Linked DNA regions of Hordeum vulgare: regions 1 and 2 are each linked to region 3. The links are chromatin contacts, called in public Hi-C maps. All regions are on one chromosome and are shown on one strand. Each heading gives the region's core, a stretch centred on a gene start, on an enhancer-like site or on the middle of the called end of the contact. The rest is flanking DNA. Distances are from core to core; before and after follow the strand shown. Region 1 holds the start of LOC123410863 (zinc finger A20 and AN1 domain-containing stress-associated protein 11-like). Region 2 holds the start of LOC123410965 (receptor protein kinase-like protein ZAR1). Region 3 holds the start of LOC123408482 (thylakoid lumenal 19 kDa protein, chloroplastic).

Evidence for each region. Hi-C and Micro-C count contacts between places; a contact is called where the count stands out from the background.
Region 1: a Hi-C map of leaf shows a contact between it and region 3, with 2.0 times the contacts expected there. The contact joins the promoter of LOC123410863 here to the promoter of LOC123408482 in region 3. A contact is called at or near these places in 3 of 6 Hi-C or Micro-C datasets (leaf and seedling).
Region 2: a contact with region 3 is called in a Hi-C map of leaf, with 3 times the contacts expected there. The contact joins the promoter of LOC123410965 here to the promoter of LOC123408482 in region 3. A contact is called at or near these places in 3 of 6 Hi-C or Micro-C datasets (leaf and seedling).

What each region holds. Positions count from the first base shown.
Region 1 is chr7H:172,306,343-172,309,554 of MorexV3_pseudomolecules_assembly, reverse strand. LOC123410863 (zinc finger A20 and AN1 domain-containing stress-associated protein 11-like) reads left to right here and starts at 1,367. Exons shown (of 1, transcript XM_045103797.1): 1 at 1,367-2,449. The coding sequence starts at 1,672. The coding sequence ends at 2,157.
Region 2 is chr7H:172,840,299-172,843,557 of MorexV3_pseudomolecules_assembly, reverse strand. It overlaps LOC123410965 (receptor protein kinase-like protein ZAR1), which reads right to left and starts at 1,522. Exons shown (of 2, transcript XM_045103883.1): 1 at 52-1,522. The coding sequence starts at 1,384.
Region 3 is chr7H:172,580,671-172,584,109 of MorexV3_pseudomolecules_assembly, reverse strand. LOC123408482 (thylakoid lumenal 19 kDa protein, chloroplastic) reads right to left here and starts at 1,709. Exons shown (of 1, transcript XM_045101583.1): 1 at 546-1,709. The coding sequence starts at 1,688. The coding sequence ends at 753.

The sequences.
Region 1 (3,212 bases), core at 118-2,617, 270 kb after region 3:
CTGGTAACCGATTTTTTTTCGTTCACAAGCACAAGAAGCTAGATAGATATCAATATCCCTCTCACATGCGGGAGTCTAGGTCCATTGATCATCCCGTTCCTCCCATCGTTGCCACCACCTTTCTCTCCTTCCATGATCCATGCATATCTTGTGTTGACTGTCATCATCATAGGATATACGATGTATTCCCTGTAATTTTATTTTGCTCATGTGATGTGATGATTTTTTTTATGTTGCAGTTTTGTCTTGATAATCGACAAGCTTGGGTACGTTCCACTCTAATCACGTAGATGACATGTTGCAATAATTCTAGAAATTTCTTGCATTTCCTGCGTTCATTCTGCATGAGTGTTCTTGTGTTGTTGCAAACACTAGCTTTGGCGCTTCATATGTTGTGACGATTTCCCACAGTTATTTGTTGTGACTAGTGAAGATTTAGTGCACAATTGGTATATTGTCGTTGACATTGATGAAAAAATTATTTCATCGATATTACATAAGTTGAAAGATATTATAAGTCGGTTTTCTGTTGTTGTGACGACCAGACACTCGAGAATCAACATTTTAAGTCGGTCAAGCAGACCTTGTGACCGACCGACGCCAAAGGTCCACCAAAATAAACTGTCCACACATGTTTATTTTTCTGGAAAAAATTACATTGCTCCAACAACCTAGGCGTCAAGGATAAACCAAAGGTCCATGAAGAAAGAGGAAATACTTCTATTGAGTCGGTCGATCAGATACAAAATGCCTATCATGTCATATGTACGCCACATATCCTGATTGAGCCGTCTGCAACATGACCCTTGTTGCATGATGGGTGAGCATAACAAAAAATTCTAAAAAGATTTCATTAGATGAATTGCAATAAAGCTCGTGTTACAAAGCATAGAAGATTTGTTGCAAAGGCTCAACGGCTCACACAGAAAGAAAGAAAACCTCTTCGTGGGATTGCAAATTATTTGCAACACGAGGCCTGTTGCAAGGGCTGATCTTTTAGGATCATCATTCGGGCAACGGCAACTTGCAGGCGCCCGAAAAAACACAGAAAACACAGATGAGCCTAGTAGCCGCCTACGAAACAGAGTACCCACCACCACCACCACCACCACCCAGAACAAGAGCACCAGATGACTCCACCCGCTAACCCACAGGCGTGTCCGTGTGCGCAACCACGAACGCCCTTGCATCATTCACACGCACCATTTCCCTCCCTTCCCTTCCCTTCCCTTCCCCCCGAAGAAAGAAAGAGACCGGCTCGGCAGCGCAGCGCGGCACAGGCTGTCAACGAAAACTCCACTTGTTTTTATGGCCAACGTACGTACGCTACGCACGCACCCCGTTCCTTGTGGAGCGCCATTCCACGCCGCGCCAACGCGGCCAGCACTGGAAATAACCCAACCCAACCCAACCCTCTCCCCCGCGGGCACGGCCACGGCCGACGTCGCTGTCGCGTGCGGGAACGCGTACGCCGCCCGCCTCCTCCCGCGATAAAAACCCACCCCCCTCCCACCCTCCGTCCCCGCCTCGCCTTCCTTCCCCTCCCCCCTCCTCCGCCCCATTTCCCCAAAGCCTCCCCCGGCCTCCGAGGAGACCAGGCCGCCGTGCCCACGCGCGCCGGATCGATCGTCCAGCTACTAGCGTCTCTCTCTTCCGGCTCGTATAGGCGTCATGGCGCAGCGGGACAAGAAGGTGGAGGAGCCGACGGAAGTGCACCTGCACGCCGCGGAGATCACGCTCTGCGCCAACAGCTGCGGCTTCCCGGGCAACCCGGCCACCAAGAACCTCTGCCAGAACTGCTTCCTGGCGTCTTCCTCCTCGCCGCCGTCCCCTTCCTCGTCGCCCCCGGCGTTCCCGCTCTTCGACAAGCCGAGGCCGGCCGCCGCCGCGTCGCCCGCGCTGCAGGCGCCGCCCGTCTACATGGCCGTCGACCGGCCGGCGGACCCCAAGGCGTCCAAGTCCTCGGTGAACCGCTGCCACAACTGCCGGAAGCGCGTGGGCCTGACGGGGTTCCGCTGCCGGTGCGGCGAGATGTTCTGCGGCGCGCACCGGTACTCGGACCGGCACGACTGCAGCTACGACTACAAGTCGGCGGCCAGGGACGCCATCGCCCGGGAGAACCCCGTCGTGCGCGCCGCCAAGATCGTTAGGTTCTGATCGTCGGCAGGATGCTATCCGGCGAAATCTCAAGCACAACCCACTCTTTTTCTTTCTTCCCTTTGATGAAAAATTAAAGCCGTTCCCGAGAGTTTCTTAAAAGGTGAAAAAAAGGAGGGGGAGGTGAAAGATGGCGACGGTGCAGCCACGACCAAGGAAGGAACAGTGCGATGATAAAAGGTTGTTGTTGTAGCGGTGGTTGGCGGTGGAGGAGAGGAGATGAGGAAGATGGGGTTGGTGTGTACTGTTGTCCCACAATCTCTATTTAATTCAAATTTCCCTATTGTATAAATTAATTATTATCATCATCATTTCTATGATGCAGTATTCGTTAGCTTTAGCTGTCAACCTTTTTCTTCCACTGGCCGCGAATTGTCCATGACAGCTCAACCATTGACGTTTGGATCGCTTCGTTGGATCGGATTGGTTCGGCGCGGAATTATTGGGTGGGTGCACCTGTACCTGTACGTTTATCACGTACAAATTCATGCCCGTTTGAGAAAAAAATGGCCGTGCGTATGCCGAAACTTGACGTGTTCCGGTTGAAAACTCGGCGTGGCACAAAAGGCGTCCATGATTTTCTGTGGATTATTATTGATGAATGGAGGCGGCGCCACGCCACGAAGGATAGATAGCGACGCCCCGTTTTCTCTACAGACCGGTGATCAGAAGTCGGAAGTAACAGGACATCCAGCCAGCTGCCGGGCTAATTAGGTTGGCCAGCGACATCAATCCGTCCATCCATCCATCCACTGGGTCACAGCTCAGGAACGCGCAGAAGATCCATCGGCCGGCGTGTAGAAATCGAGAGCGGTGGTGGCACACGCACCGGAGACCCACCCACTTGCCGATGGCATCGATCGGCATCACCGGCACAGGTCGGCAGGCGACACCACCACCACCACCACAGCGATTTTTCTTTAATCCATCTCATCTCATCTCATCTCCTAGTTGATCCACCGGCGTCGTGGTCGCGTGGAAGGCGACGTGGCCCAGGCTGGAATCGGGGCGCGGCTCCGCAGGCGTCGGCTTTCCTCTTTCTCGTGACCTCTTCT
Region 2 (3,259 bases), core at 273-2,772, 260 kb before region 3:
TGCAGCCTCTAGCCTATCAATCGATAAGACAAGATTTGGCCGGCACATTACCGTGTAGAGCGGAGTGGAGGGAGCCATTGCCGAGGTAGTCGTAGATGAGCAGCTTCTCGTCCGGGGCGTAGTAGTATGCGCGGAGTCGAGCGACGTTGGGATGGCGAGCGCGGCCGATGGCGGCGGCCTCGGTCTCGAAGGCACGGCGCCGGCGCCACCCGGACTCAGTGCCATCGCCGTCGTCGGGCTCGCTGAGACGGCGGACGGCTACGGCGGTGCCGCGGCCGGGAACGACCCTGTACACGATGCCGCCGCGGCTCTTCCCCACGACGTAGGCAGACGCGCGGAGCAGCTCCTCCAGCTCCATCCCGAAACCGTCGTCCACCGCCACGAACAGCTCCCCCTCCTCTCCGCCGCCGCGCCGCTCTTCAGTGCCGGCGAGCGTCACCGCCGCGCTCTTCTCCTTGGTCGACGACTCCTTGTCCTCGTTCCTGGTCGTTGCAGCGCACCGCCTCCGGCACTGCCATTGCAGCACTAGCCCGGCGACGATGGCCGCCACCACAATGACGGCAAGAATGGGCACCGTGGGCGACGACCGATGCTTGGGTGGCCTCCCAACCTCCGCCGCCGCACCAGGGTTCATGCCATTGTTCGACTGCGGGATCCTTGGCTCCTCCCTCTCCCCGGCGCACTCGATCTTGAGCGGAAACCCGCAGAGCCTCGGGTTGTCGTCGAAGGCGGTGGGGCCCTGGTTGACGAGCGAGCCCACCTGCGGGATCTCGCCGGCGAGGTCGTTCCCCCGGAGGTCAAGGCTGACGGCGACGGGAATGCCGCCGAACTCCGGCGGGATCCCGCCGACAAAATGGTTGTAGCTGAGGTTGAGCACGCCGGAGAGACTCGGAAGCCCCGCGATGGACGGCGGCAGCGTCCCGTTGAGCTGGTTGGAGGACAAATCGAGGCGAGACAGGGACGCGAGCCTCCCAATCCCCGCAGGAATCTGGCCGGACAGGAAGTTGTGCGCCAGGTCGAGGGTGGTGAGCTTCTGCAGCGCGGAGATGGCGACCGGGATCTGGCCGGAGAGGCGGTTGGCCGGCAGCGACAGCGTCTCGAGCTCGGAGAGCAGGGAGAGCTCGGAGGGCAGGTAGCCGGCTAGCGAGAGGTTGGCGAGCTCCACGCCGGCGACCCGGCCCCCGCCGCCGTCGACGCAGGTGACGCCGGCCCAGCTGCAGGGGTCAGCGTCGGCGTCCCTCCAGGTATCGAGACCGCTGCCAGGGTCATCGGTGACCGCGAACTTGAGCGCGAGAAGCGCCAGGCCGTCCGTGTTCAGCGCTGCCGCCGCCACGGCCACGACCGCCAGCAGCACCGCCACCGCCGCCACACGCACGGCCGCCATTTCGACGGAAGAAACAACTCGTATCTGCCTCTCGGAAGTCGGAATAGCGAGCACTAGGCTACAACAAACAGCCCTGCCATTTCTTGGGAGCACGCGGGGTTGCAGCACAGAAGGTGGGGAGAAGAGGACAGCCGAGGGACTGGGTTTAGGCCGGGGAGTGAGATTTTACTTCCGAAATGACGGAAATGGGCTCCTGGAGGATCATGTCCGTTCTGTTGTTTGGGGCCTACATGAGGGGCATTTCGGGGATGTGGATTCGAACAGCAGGGCGCTGGAGGTGGAGGGGTGAGGTGGGCTTTGGGCTTGGCTGGTGGGATTCGATCGAAGCTCTTTGCTCGGGGCGACTTTTGCTAAAGTAGTAATTAAGCGTGTTGGCATGTGGGAAATCTCAAGGATTAGTGGTTTAGAATCCCCAGGGTTAACGTTGATATTTATCATACTGGTAGTACTACTTAGTAGTATGCTCTTCTGCTGGAGTGGTCGGGGTGATTGGCTACTCCTGAGGCTGCGCGCTGGGGCCCTGCTGGATTCGAGCCTCTTCGTTTGAATTTGTGCAGGCGCCGGCACATGGTACTGGGGCTGTGTATGGGGTCCTGTTTGCATTTGATCAGTGGTTGATGGTGTCTGCTTGCAGCCCGTATAGGATTAAAAAATTAGGGATGTTTTTGATTTTCAAATCTGTGACCAAGATGGCAAAACTTGCAATCACAATCCTTGCTTCCAAGACATCAAATACTCCCTTCGTTCCTAAATATAAGACCTTATAGAGATTTCACTATAGACTACATACGAAGCAAAATGAGTGAATCTATATTTTAAAATATGTCTATATACATCCGTATGTAGTCCATAGTACAAACTTTACAAGGTCTTATATTTAGGAACGGAGGGAGTACATGTGAACACATGCACGTCTATCATTTATGTACTGCACACAAATACAAATCAAATCATTCATACTTAAGAATACATAATAAAAGCATAGTGCAAATATAAGTATTGTTTTAAAAAGCTTAACTAGGCTGTGTTTGGTAGGCTACATTAAACGAGACATGCTCACTCTAGACATGCTCAGTACATGTAATTGCAGTTGTTTGGTAGCACTGTATGTATTGACGCATGCTAAACTGAGACTGTGTTTGGTAGACTGCATTAAACGAGACATGCTATGTCGAGACTGTGTTTAGTAGCGTGTATGTGAGCTAGGTTGCATGAATATATTTTTTGGCGTCAAGACAATATTGACAAAACATATCAACATTTGAGTGAACAATTCCAACTAAAATATTATCATGACGACAAAATCAATAATTGACATAACACATATAATAACCATAATTTTTAATGGTGCACGAATAGATTCATATTACATAATAACCATAAATTGTAGCAGCGTACAAGTAGATTCATATTACATAAGACATAACAACCATAACCAAAAGGGATAGTTTCAACAATCATCAACTAACATCAACTCAAAGAAGATCAGGATTTGCTTTCAAGATACGCTTGAACGATGCTTGACGGACTTCCTCATCCATCTTCATAAAGTTAAGGCATTTTCCCTTATGTTCTGTGAGAAAATCTAAAACACCCAAGCGCTCATTTTGATCAAACATAGTAAGGTCCATCACGGCCTTGTACAAGTCAAGGTGTGTTTTAGCATGACAAGTGTTGTTGATAGCAGTTGCAATCTCACGCATAGCATCAGTCATGTTGCTACACTGGAGTGAATCCTCCTCAGTCAAACTAGATGACCTCTTTCTCTTTTTATTTGAAGTGGGTGAAGGGTTCTGAGTGGCACTAGCATTAGGAAGTGCAAAGCTAGACCCAGGAAGATCTTTCAATACCTCACCAGTTGTCCCTTGCCCCTCT
Region 3 (3,439 bases), core at 460-2,959:
ACTACTAGTCTTAGCACAAGCGTTTACAGTTGGGTATCACAGGTTGCAGTTGACAGCCGTGTCGATTAGGTTGCAACTGCTACATAGAAAAAGAAAAAAAAAAGAAAAACAAAAAGAATGTCCTACATTAAAAAGTGAATGAGGCCAATTTGTTTCTCATTCGAATGAGTTTTAGCAAAACTGTAGATTTTAATCCTGGATTAACCCTAAACTAACTCTAACCAAATAGGTGTTTGAATGAAAAGGTTACATTATCAATAAATGTATCTTTTTCAATCATTTGGCTCTTTAACAAGGATTTGGTGTGGTGGAGTTAAGAGGAAAAAGCAATTTTTTATGAACCCATCTAACTCTAACCCAAATAAGCGTCTTTTGGGTGGGTTAGTTTTTTTAGATGGGTTAGATATATTTAACAAACTCTAACCCTCATGTTTGAATGTTTTAAGGTTAGATTGATCCGATCTAACTAAGTCTAACTCTAACTCATGGATCCAAACAGGACCATTATTTGTTGGGTGGATTTGTATGATCCGCTGATCGGCTAATTAACAGTGCGCAGGTTAACTTTCATTCATTCCATTTGATCCTTTCGTCGCTAGCACTACAGTCTACAGCAGCACTGCTGGTGTTGCACAGCGGAAGAAATCAATTTACAGATGATGATACTGTATGCCGATTATCCAGATCGATTACCTCTTGCTCGATGATAGCGCCTATACAAAACCGCTTAATTAATTTACAACACCTGCATGTTAATCTTGGCCGCTGAAGTCGACAGTCTTGAATGACTGGTGCAGGCGGCGTAGGACGGCCTCGTCGCGCCCCCACTCGGGGTTGGGCGCCGTGACGAAGTGCGCGTACAGCTTGTTCCGGGCGCACGTGACGGAGATGAGGCTGTGCGCGCCGGCGCCGGCCACCTCGTACTCGTAGTACACCTGCCCGTCCGCGTCCTTCCGCTCCGCCGACGTCACGTCGTCCGCCGACGAGATCTGGTCCTGCAGCCCGACGTCGGAGAGGGCGAGGTTGTCGAGCACGGCGCCGACGGGGGCCAGCTTGCGGAACCCGGAGAGGAAGGTGAGGTACTCCCGCTCGGAGCGCTTGCGCGGGTTGAAGAACTCGCTGTCCGTGCCGTTGGTGCCCTTCTCCACCTTGGACACCAGCCGCTCCTTCCACCCCTCGGGCACGTCGTACACGTACTCCGCCGCGTCCCTCTTGTTCGCGTTGCCCCCGTACCCGCCGTAGTTGGCCGCGCTCGCCGCCGTGCCGTAGTACACCTTGAACTCCGCCTCCGCGTGCAACGGCGCCGCGGGGGTCAGCAGGAGGAGGCCGGCCGCGGCTGCCGCGGCCAGCGTGGCGGTGAGCGGCCTGGGAGCCGGGAGCCTCACGGTCTGCGGCGCTGGCTGCGAGGTGGCAGAGGAGGAGGTGGAGGCGGCGGTGGTGAGGATAGGGGAAGGGGAGAAGAGGGAAGCGAGCATGGTCATGGTGGACCTCGACGGCGTGCGTGCGTGCGTGCGTACGCCCTGCGGTGGTGGGGTTGCTTTTTGCCCGGGATTTTGTGTGGTTTTGTCTCGCCGAGAAGATAGGAGATCAGCGAGGCTTATCCGGTGCGACGACCAGTCGACGACATGGGGCATTCCACCAATGAGAGCGGGTGCTCCTACCTGCCGCTCATTGCGGCAGGGAGTCATTGCGCCGCACAGGGGCGTTCAGACTGGCCCGGCCCAGTTTAGTATTTTTTTCTGCTACTCTTTTCCTTCTCTGTTTATTTTCTTTTCTTGTTCGTTTTTCTTTCGTCTTTTTTTTATTCTAAAAAATATAGTTTTCGAATTTGAAGAAAAAAATTAAAAACGCATGAACAAATTTAGAAGCACGAACAATTTTTTAAATCGTGGGCATTTTTAAAAACATGACAATTATTTTTTGAAAATCCACAAACAAATTTGAAAGCGAGATTTTTTTATAAAACATGAACTTTTTAAATTTTGAGAATTTTTCTGAAACTGAGCACAATTTTTTAAAAACGTAAACAAATTTGGAAGCGCGAACATTTTTTGAATCTTGAGAACAAAATTTCGAAAAGGAGAACAATTTTTAAAACCCCCAAACAAATTTGAAAGTGCGAACAGATTTTTTAAAAAGATCATTTTTTTAATTTTGAGAACAAATTTTGAAACCGAGAATAATTTCAAAAAAAGTGAATAAATTTGGAAGACTGAACAATTTTGAAAGCACGAACATTTTTTGAATCCTAAGAACAAAATTTTGAAAACCCTAAACAATTTTGAAAACGCGAATATTTTTTAAAGCAGGAACAATTTTTGAATTTTGATCACAAATTTTGAAACCGGGAACAATTTTTGAAAAACGTGAGAAAATATGGAAGCGTGAATAATTTTTTAAAGCACGAACCTTTTTTGAATCTTGAGAACAATATTTTAAAAAGGAGAAATTTTTTTACAAAAAAACGAGCAAATTTGAAAGCGTGAACAAATTTTTAAAGCATGAATATTTTTTGAATTTTGAGAACAAATTTTGAAACCGAGAACAGTTTTAAAAAATCGTGAACAAATTTGGAAGTGCGAATAATTTTTTAAAGCAAGAACATTTTTCGGATCTTGAGAACAAATTTTGAAACCGAGAACAAATTTCAAAAACCCCAAACAAATTTGGAAGCACGAACAATTTTTTAAAGCATAAACATTTTTTGAATGTTGAGAACAAATTTTGAAACCGAGAACAATTTTCAAAAATTCTAAACAAATTTGAAAGCGCGGACAATTTTATAAAGCACTAACATTTTTTGAATCTTAGAAAAATTGAAATTGAAACTTTTTTTGAATCTTAAGAGCAAATTTTGAAACCAAGAACAATTTTTAGAAAATACAGAAGATTTTATTTAAATCAGGAACATTTTTTGAAAATCCAAAAATATTTTTTGAAAATCCAGGACATTTTTTGAAACAGAAAAAAAAGAAACAAAAAGAATAAAGAAAAATGAAAAATGAAAAAATCGGCTCATGGAATCTTCTAGAAGTATCCTAGAACAAAAAAAACCCGGCTAGGAACCTCAAGAAGGTTCCCAAAACCGGGCACCCGATCCCCCTCCTACTTGCGAAGCCTCGACACCGTTTCGCACAAAACGATAAATAGGGTTTTCTAATAAAAGCTACCGACTTCGCGTTTGTCGCTCTACCGTGCCTATGTGGGCTTGCGGGCGTGTAATCGGGATGGCCCTTTTCGTCCATTTTATTTCTTTCTCTTCCTTTTTTTGAAATGAAACACCCAGATTCCATAAATCACACTCATGAAGCCAAAACGCTCGCCATCTGAACATTTACATCGTCGGCAAGTTATCAGCCCAAATTTGCGTGGCAATCAGCCTTTTAGGACCGTATGCCGCTATAGCATGCGCTAATTTATTACATGCCCAAGGAGCAAA